2 separate regions of the Anas platyrhynchos genome follow, and region 2 is linked to region 1. Evidence: chromatin contacts called from public Hi-C data. All regions are on one chromosome and are shown on one strand. Each heading gives the region's core, a stretch centred on a gene start, on an enhancer-like site or on the middle of the called end of the contact. The rest is flanking DNA. Distances are from core to core; before and after follow the strand shown.

What was found. A called contact is a pair of places that touch in the nucleus more often than the background predicts.
Region 2: a contact with region 1 is called in a Hi-C map of liver, with 2.2 times the contacts expected there. The contact joins two enhancer-like sites. A contact is called at or near these places in 2 of 8 Hi-C or Micro-C datasets (liver and subcutaneous adipose tissue).

What each region holds. Positions count from the first base shown.
Region 1 is chr3:4,782,954-4,787,229 of IASCAAS_PekinDuck_T2T, forward strand. CCDC85A (coiled-coil domain containing 85A) reads left to right here. Exons shown (of 12, transcript XM_072035092.1): 5 at 1,421-1,522. Among named protein-coding and RNA genes, the nearest start is that of EFEMP1, 11 kb to the left of the region's middle. Within about 2 kb of position 1,493, at least 2 of the 8 cell types and tissues checked have an H3K27ac peak or open chromatin away from gene starts, as enhancers often do.
Region 2 is chr3:4,855,770-4,860,191 of IASCAAS_PekinDuck_T2T, forward strand. The region is part of intron 7 of CCDC85A (coiled-coil domain containing 85A); the gene reads left to right. Among named protein-coding and RNA genes, the nearest start is that of EFEMP1, 84 kb to the left of the region's middle. Within about 2 kb of position 2,627, at least 1 of the 8 cell types and tissues checked has an H3K27ac peak or open chromatin away from gene starts, as enhancers often do.

The sequences.
Region 1 (4,276 bases), core at 243-2,742:
TCACTGCACTGCTGCCTTTTCAGACTGATTCCCTAGTGTCAGGCAAGGAATATCATGCAGATGTGAAAGAAAGTAGGATAGATTTATTTGCAGTAACGGCTATTAGGGAAAAGCTCCTTCATTTTCCAGGAGGAAAAGAAAATCAAACACACACTTCCTTCATTAAAAAAAAAAAAGAAGTTGTTTGTTTGTTTGCTTGCTTGCTGTTGTTTGGTTGGTTGGTTGATTTTTGCCATCTTGGGACCTGAATGAAATCTTTATTTCCAGTTGGCAATATGTTGCACAGCATACCTTTTGTAATGGAATGTGCAAGGGTTAATAATGTGAGTTTATTAACAGCAGTAATAAATTATTTTACAACTCTTAGAGATTCTCAGCAATTTCACTAACTTGAATTTAGAAGTAACTGAACAGTGTAAATGAATTATAAGACAATACTAAATAGAGATATTTGCTCACAAGTTAACTTGTAGCTCTTAAGCTATCAGTTGTTTACTGGTTTGGACCAATGAAGTGCTAAAAGCTAAATACTGTGAAATGTTAAACTTTGATGAAAGATATGAGGAAAGAAACTGTTTCTTTTGCCAACACTGTGGTCAACAGCAGTGCCCTGACCTGATTACTTAAGCTGATGTTTTTCCTAAATCTGTCATGAATCAGTAATTATCAAGTTTTGCAATACTCAATGATTCTCTTGTGAATAGCAAAAAGATTTGTTATTGTAGGTTGGTATTTTCTAAAAGAAGTGTTCAACTCTTGCATCTGCAAGCTCTATACAGTATGTTTTGCTTTTTGCCTGGAGAGCTGTGGAATGCCACAACAAATCTCCTGAAGAGTTTCACAAAAAGTGAGGAAAATTCAATATGGCCTAATCTGCAAGTGACCCTTCTGGTGTCTTTTAAAATGAACTTTCATGTCAGTGTGTTTTTCCATTCATGGTTGGAAGACAGCCAGTTCAAGTACTCAGTTGTAGGGCTTGACTTGTAGGGCTTGTAATAGGAAAAGGAACTTGTACAACGTATTATTGTTAGCAGGGTGTTTTCATCACATTTTAATATGGTACTTCCAGAAAAATTCCCCTTTTCTGTCGCACCAAGTGCTGCGCAGCAGTGTGAGGTGTGTTGTGGAAGGGATCAGAGGAGGGATTCGGTCCCTGAATGAGGCTGGAAATTCAATCCATGCTTCTCTTGAGTGTGGTGGCATAACTCTTAACAGCTGGCTTTGAAGCCCCAATAATCCTCGCAGCTCATGGCTGAGTTTTCTGAGGAATAAAGGACCAAAATTAGGGGAACTTCTCAGTTAACAGGAACAAGAGATGCAGTAACATGATATGTTGTTTGTTGAGTCACTTGAAAAGGATGGGATGGCAAAACCTCTGTGGGGCTTATTGAAAGGACGCTTTTGGTTTATTTCCATGCAGATCTGTGGTTAGAGCCCCGTGGAAATCAGACGTCACCTCAAGCTGTGTGTGGAGCTGCTGCCGTCCCCTGAAGCCTGTATAAGGAATGCAGCTGAGGATGAGGTAAGTGGGACTGCGCTCCTCTTGTGGGAGAGCTCCTGTGGTCTGACTGACAGCAGTCACTTGTTGGCTCAGGCTAGATGAGCCTTAAAGAGGAGAACATACAAGCAGGCAAATATACAGGCAAATCTTAAATGTCCTAAATGTTGGTTTGAGGGCATGGTCTGACACTGGTGGAGATTTATACAGATGACAGGGGACTTGATAGCAGAAAAAAGAAAATGAAAAAAAAAAAAAAAAAAAGAGGAAACTTGAACCAGCCAGTTCTTTGCTGGTGAAAATTGCTTAACATAGATTTGTGGTTTTAAGTAAACGTGCACATTAAAAGAATGCTGACCTTTAAAAACATGGTTTTCAATAAATTGTTATTGTTGCTTTTAAAGCATATGGACTTACAAGCAGCAGAAAAATACCATAAGCCTATGAGATAGGAAATGCACCATGGAAACAAACTGAACCCTGGCAAAATAAAGAGATGTTTCCTGAATGGTGCTCTCCATTAAAAAGTCAACTCAGCATAGTTCCTTCAGAAATCTGTGTATAAGGGTACTACATACTTCCTAAATCGCACTGCGCGATAAACTGGCGATTCAAATGACAAGCACTATGTTTTGCTCTAAAACAAGGAAGATTTTTGGAAGATTCTTGAGCCAAAGTTATATGTTGTGCATCCATTGCTTAGGAATGCAACAAAATTAATTTGAGCTAATGAAAAAGATCAAGAAATGTACAGCTGCCCTCTAGTGGTAAAATAGCAGCATGAGGTGTGTTTGTTCACAGTGGTGGAGAAGCCGAGTGTTTACTGGAAGGTGAACAAAAATGTGCAAATATTTTTAAAGGAATTCTGTAGTCACAGTTCAAATGTCAGACCAACAGTGGAGAAGATGGAACATTAGACAGTAGAGCAGAGGCATTGTGTTCTCTGGGGAGGAGGTCTTTCACAATTCTCATGCTATAGGATGAAAGAAGAGCTCCACAAACTTTATATCCAGAGCTTGTTCCAAAAATTCCCAATGTGTTAAAGAAGTTTGGATTTGGATATTTGCTTCAGCTCATTTTAGGAAGAGAGATATTCTCTGAAACTGGGATATAGCTTCATACTTGAACTTTCCCTTGTTTGGAATTGTTGAAATTGATGGCTTTGTCCTAGCTATTCTCTACTAGATGAAACAACTCTTTCCTGAATGCTGCATTGATCCTCTTCACCTCTAGTTTGCACAGAATTCTGCTCTGGTTCATGAAGTGAAGAAAATTGAGCCAAAACTGTGAATCCTCTGAACAGACTTACCTTACAAACAAAGGCAATGCTTTTTTGGGGAGTGCCAGCTTATTCTAACATAATATATGCAATTAAACTCATTTTCATCTTGTTTAAAATGGGCTAATAACTAACACTCCCCCATTTAAGTCAATTTACTTATTTAAAATTACATGAAAGAGAAAAGAATCAGAGAAAGTTATGTAAGTGTTGTAGCAAGCTGTTATGTACAAATGTTATGTCCTTTGTGAGGCTTCATTTGGTGCTTTGTCAAAGAAATTAACTTGCCCTGTCTGGATACAGTTATTTGGGAAAGTGTTTGAATTTCTGTAATCACTGCAAAGGTAGCTTTCCATGAAACAACTAGACCGGTTAGAAAAGATTAAACTTTTCTGTCCTGGTGTTGTATTTTCTGAAGCTGTTGCTGTGTGATCATCTTTGCTAAATGTGATTTCTGTTGCAATTCGGTTAAACAGAAAGTTGAGCAAGGTGAATTCAGGAAAAACATCTCAACCTGTCAAGATCAGGAATCCTAAATCCAATTATTTGTGTTAAGGTTCAGGTCCTGAATAGCAGACTGTTTCAGGTTCACAGAGAATACAGCGCAAGAGAATTTGGCAGTGGCTCCATTGTGCCAGTGTATTTTCTGAGATGACTGTGTGTGTGTATGTGTAAGAGTGAGACACAGAGAGAAGATCAGGAAAGGCTCTTGTGCAGAAGTTTCTTTGTATATATTAATATCAGTGCGGATAAAAGAAAAAGTAAAGAGAATATTGATTGCAAACAGTTTCAATCAATGTTTACTGCCTGTGCAGAGTCTTCTAAAGATTAAAATGAGAGGGGAGACTTCTGCCCAGGGAAGTCAATGTAATAAGCAGAGTCTAAAGAGTGTTGATGAATCAGGTTTTCCTTTATCCACGCTTATCGGGTACATCTCCCTCCTATTCATGTTTCTTACAACCTCTTTTGTTTTCCTCTTAATGAATCCAATGCTTCTTAGAAGGCAAAAATCAATTTCTCTGGGTGCAGAAGTCCTGGAATTATGGACAGACCTCTGAACACACACGTACATGCTGAAAAACGTGCACACACGCATATACACATAGAACACATGCTGCTGGTTAGGGACTTTCTGGCAGCATCTGCTGTATTTCTCTGCATGGGTTCTGTAGAGGCTTCTCTGCGCCACACTATGTAAAACAGGTTTGGAGAAAGCTGAAGGAACAGGTAGCTCAGTAGGGCCACTCCTTCTGACATGATGTGAACCAGAATTAGTAAAGGTGATGGTGCTTCAGGTTGTCTGTGGGATTAGCAGCTAGAGGGAGTCCCTTGTAACCTGATCGTGGTGTACCTGCATAACTGGGGAGTCAGCATTTGGTGCTGGAGGGCCATAAAGATCTCTCTCCAGACAATCCTGGTCTTGTCTAAATTGCTGTATATGAGGCAAAGTCTTCTCTTCCTGGGGGGACTGATGTGGGCAACTCTCTGCGACCTTCCAG
Region 2 (4,422 bases), core at 1,377-3,876, 74 kb after region 1:
ATGTCGGACTCTGAATTACCCACGGGAATCTGAGTCTGATTCAGCTTCCAGTGTTTGTACTCTGTTAACTTTGGTAGAGTCATTACATGATGAGCAGTATCAATTTTAAACTCATCCTTCTGCACATCTGTAATTCACTGCCCAGAAGTGTCCAAAATTTTGTTCCTGTGTCTTCTATCACACAGTTTATCCTGCAGTACTTCACCGTTCGGCAACTCAGAAATGTGCAGCTATGAATTCTTTCACACACTTGATACAGTCCAGTCCAGATGATGGGTTTATTTCAGTCTCTGGATGTGAAATTGATAGCATAAACTCAGAAGGAATTGGGGAGATCCAGAATAAAGCAAAAGCTAGCAACTGGGAGAGCATACTAAGAGAAAGAGGTTCTCAAAAGCTCTTTCAACTACATCTTCTCTCTAGTCTTCCTGTTTTTCATATGCTGTTGGTATCTTTGTGTGTTCTTACTACCCCAACGACAGAAAGGACATAAATGGCTCTTTGGGGGAGACTTGGGATGCAAGAAAGTGCTGCTGAAGACATGGGCTGGATCAGTGTTCCTAACAATGTCAGCCTTTGGGAGTAGGACCTGCTACTTGAAAAGCTGCAGTGGCATTTTCTTTTTTTTTTTTTTTTTTTTTTTTCCTTTTAATTAGAGATCAGAAATACGTTGTCTGTGTTGAGAAGAACAGCAAGGGTAATCTCACCTCTAGGTGTGGTTTTGGACAGTTTGAGTAGTCCTTTGGTGGTCAGGGTCACTGGCTACAGCTTTCACAGTTTCAGGATCCTTCTTCCTGGCTGCAATTTCCCATAGATGAGGCAAGAAGAATTCAGATTATGTCAGAGGGCCAACGATTTTTGTGAACAGTGAGGATCTGCATGCCTCAGAGTATTGCAGAAGAGCTGTCTCTGCAGAGGTGGAGGACTAAATTGGACAGGTTCCAATTGTACAGTTTAAAGAACCTAAGCATAAAATACAGATTATTTTTTTAATGCCCCCAAAGCATTTTCTGTAAACTGGAGTTCTTGCATTTTTTTCCATTTTGAAATGGGCCAGAAGTGTCTGTCAGACTGACAGAGCTGTTGCTGCTTATGCTTATGGCTTGAGATTTTTTTTTCCGAAGAAGGGAGAGCACAGAGGTACCAGTGCAAGCCTGCTCATGCTGCCCCAGCACCTCCACTCTGCCGTGTGGGCATCACTGTTGGGAATTCGACTGACAACTTTCACATGAACTCAAGAACTGGCACTAGGGCTGGTTTTAGGAAGCACCTGAGACCATCTCCTGAGATCAAGGCTACCTCATAACAGGAATGGAGGTGCAATAACTTCTTTAAAGCTGTGCGCCAGGAATAATGGGCCTGGGAATTACCCTAGGCCAGCGTCTTTATTGATGGCTGATTCAGCCTCTTTGTGATGCTGCTTCTTCATTGTGCCTGCTGGTCTAGAAACAGAGGGGTCTAGACCTCAGAAAGAGGCATAAATGCAACAAAACCTGCTGAATTTGGTTTCCACATACCTGTCACGCTCTATGGGAGAAGCAGGTCTCTTGCTCGTGCCTTGGAATGCTTCGGGAAGGGGTTTTCAGGGTAGCGTTACAGCTTTATAGTGAGTGATCTATTTGTTTTGGTCTGAAAGATCTCTTCATATATTTAGGAAGAAGCCAAATAAGGGGAAAAACAAGAGGTTGAAAGGAATGCAAAATGTGTATTTGCTTTGTCAGTTTTCTTCAGGAAAAGAAGCCATGAGAACTACATGCTCCGCATGTTTGACATTGGTTCACTTTATGGGAATTGGCACAGCAGAGAATATGTATTTATAGGGACATATTAACACAAAATCTGCTTCACACAGACTACTGATTTAGATGTCTAATTTAGGAGCACAGGCTCTCTCTGTAGTCACTGGAGCCTACATTAATGTCTCAGAATTAGCCCTGAAAGGACATGCCATTCTTTCTTGAGTTCAGAGTGACCTGCGGATCCTAATTTAGGCACGGAAGCCTCTTGCCCAGCTTCGAAGTCAGGAAACCCACAGAGCGTTGGGGGAGCAGAACCTCCTCGCTCAGAGTACGTTGCTGGGAGAACTGGGACAAAGCAGAGCAGCTGTTTTAGAGAGGGCTGTTAGGCCTTGGTATGTCCCAGCTGGACGTGCCCTGTTCCTGGGGGACGGTGTGGCCGAGGCACACCTTGTCTCCTCGCCCCCTTGATGGTGGGGAGTCGAGTGTGTCTGAGGGAAAGGGTGATCCTCCCGGGCTGGATGCAGCCAGATGGATGTGCCTCAGTGACTTCAGGGCAGGGGCACTGTATACAACCATGCCTGAGATCCCTCTTTCCTCAGTGACTAGGAAGGAGCTCCCTGCTGCTAAGCCAGCCGAGCTTGCTTGACTTCAGGTGGCAGGGCATGCAGCAGCAGAAGGTGCCCGCAAGCACATGCATTCACTAGCTACCATGGGTGGTACCTGAGGGAAGACGTGGAGAGAGTGGAGATGATTCAAGTGAGGACCGAAGGGGCCTGTGAGCCTCCGGCCTCTCCATCTGCCTCTGCCAAGGGCTCTTCCTCTGACCCTGCACAAATTCCAAGCTTTTGCTCAGCCTCCACCTCTTTGCGAGGAGCGTGATTTTATTTACAGGAGGTGATGTCACGAGAGTGTTGTGAAGGGATGTGACTCAGTGTTTGTATAATGCTTTGAAGATGAAGAGTGCTAAGTATTGTTATTTGAGATGGCAACAAAATAAAACAAAATATGTTCAGTGCAGCTGTTCAAGCCAAATCCATTTTCAGTTAATCTTCCAAGCAGGAATTCGAAATCAAAGTAAAAAGCCTTGCCAACTGGAACTTTACAGCTCGATGGGAAAGTATGAAAGAGAATTAATTGGGTTTTAAATAGTTGTAACTGTATTGTGATGCAGCATGATCTGGAGCGCTCGTCTGCTGCTGGTTGCCAGTCGGTTTGGAACTGTAGAGCGGGGCTTGCTCGGGGGAATGTTTTTTGCAGAGAAGAAAAATAGTTGGGCCATTGTGCATGGCACACTGCAGAGACTGACAGGAACTGGCCCCGTGCTCCCTGAAAACGTGTGCTTTTTCCACTTTACACTGCTTTTTTTCAGTAGTGCAAAACAGTGGAAGCAACAAAAATTGCCAAGCACCGCCACAGAGCACCTGGGAGGGAATTGCCTCCCCTCCCAGAAAATCCGGTCTCTGCTGCTGCCCCAGACTTGGATGGGGGTTATTGGTCAGCAGACACTGTTTGCACTACTGAGATGTAGGAGTACTTGCTCCCTGGCTTTGCCAGCCTCTGTCCTCTTGGTGGTGGCCTTTAGCTTCTCTTGCCTCGGTTTTGGGAACACAGAAGTTAGGGTACCAAATCAAACCAACAGTTCAGCCTTCCAGAAGCATTCCTGAAACCCCATGAAGGACAGCTATGCTTCAAAATTGCTTCTACCTCATTGCTGATGTCTTAAAATATGAAGGCAAAACCTGTTGTAAATACCCGCTTCATGCAAGGTCTCTGTAAAATGGGCATAACAACACGTTTGCTTCCCAGGAGAGTTGCTAAATCCAGATCGTTTGCAAAAGCCTTTCAAGTCCTGTACTGAAATTAGCAAAGTTCCAGTCCTTTCAACTGCCAAAAACCTGCTTCTTATAAGGAAAAGTCAGTATGCACTGGATTTACATTTTTCACCTGATGTTCAAAGGGGCTTCAGCATGGCTCTCAGCCTCTTGTGTTTGGTGGGGTTTGTCAGTGTGTGGCGCCCTTATGAGAGGGTTATTTATTGCTTTCTCACTTTCACTGAATGCTCTGTTTTCTAGCTAAACCGTACTGTTTGAATTTTCCTGTTCTGTGCAGAGGTATGCCTTCAGATCTTATTTTTTGTTTTCTTAATACTTTTGAAGTTAGTTGTTCCTAAAATATGACTCAGTAAACATTTCAGCACTTTAATTTGGCTTAAATTTACACTTGAATATTGAAGTTCCAAAATAGTTTTATAAGCAAATAAAACAGATGATGGCTCTGGAAGCCTTTCTTTTCAATATCTTTCAGTTGCGCTAAGCTATATACACAAGTAACTGCCTTATAAACAGCTTTATATTGCACTCTATTGCAAATCATTGGAACAACAGGCTGTAATGGGTTGCAAATGCCGTAACGTTATGTGCCACAGTTTCTGTGGCCAGAATGAGTGAGATTGTTGGAAAGATACCATGTTGATAAAAGCAGGCATAAAGAAAATAACTTTAAATCTAAACTCTATATCACAAGTATTAGAACAAAGGAAAAATTACAGATATTTTTTCTTCTCAGAAACAACTTGAGCCAACACAATTTTGCTTGCTGAAATGCTTTTTCTATCATATTCCAAGGAAAATTTTTATTTCCTTTAAAGCCACGTTTGCTGTGACAAAAATGCATCTTTGCATAA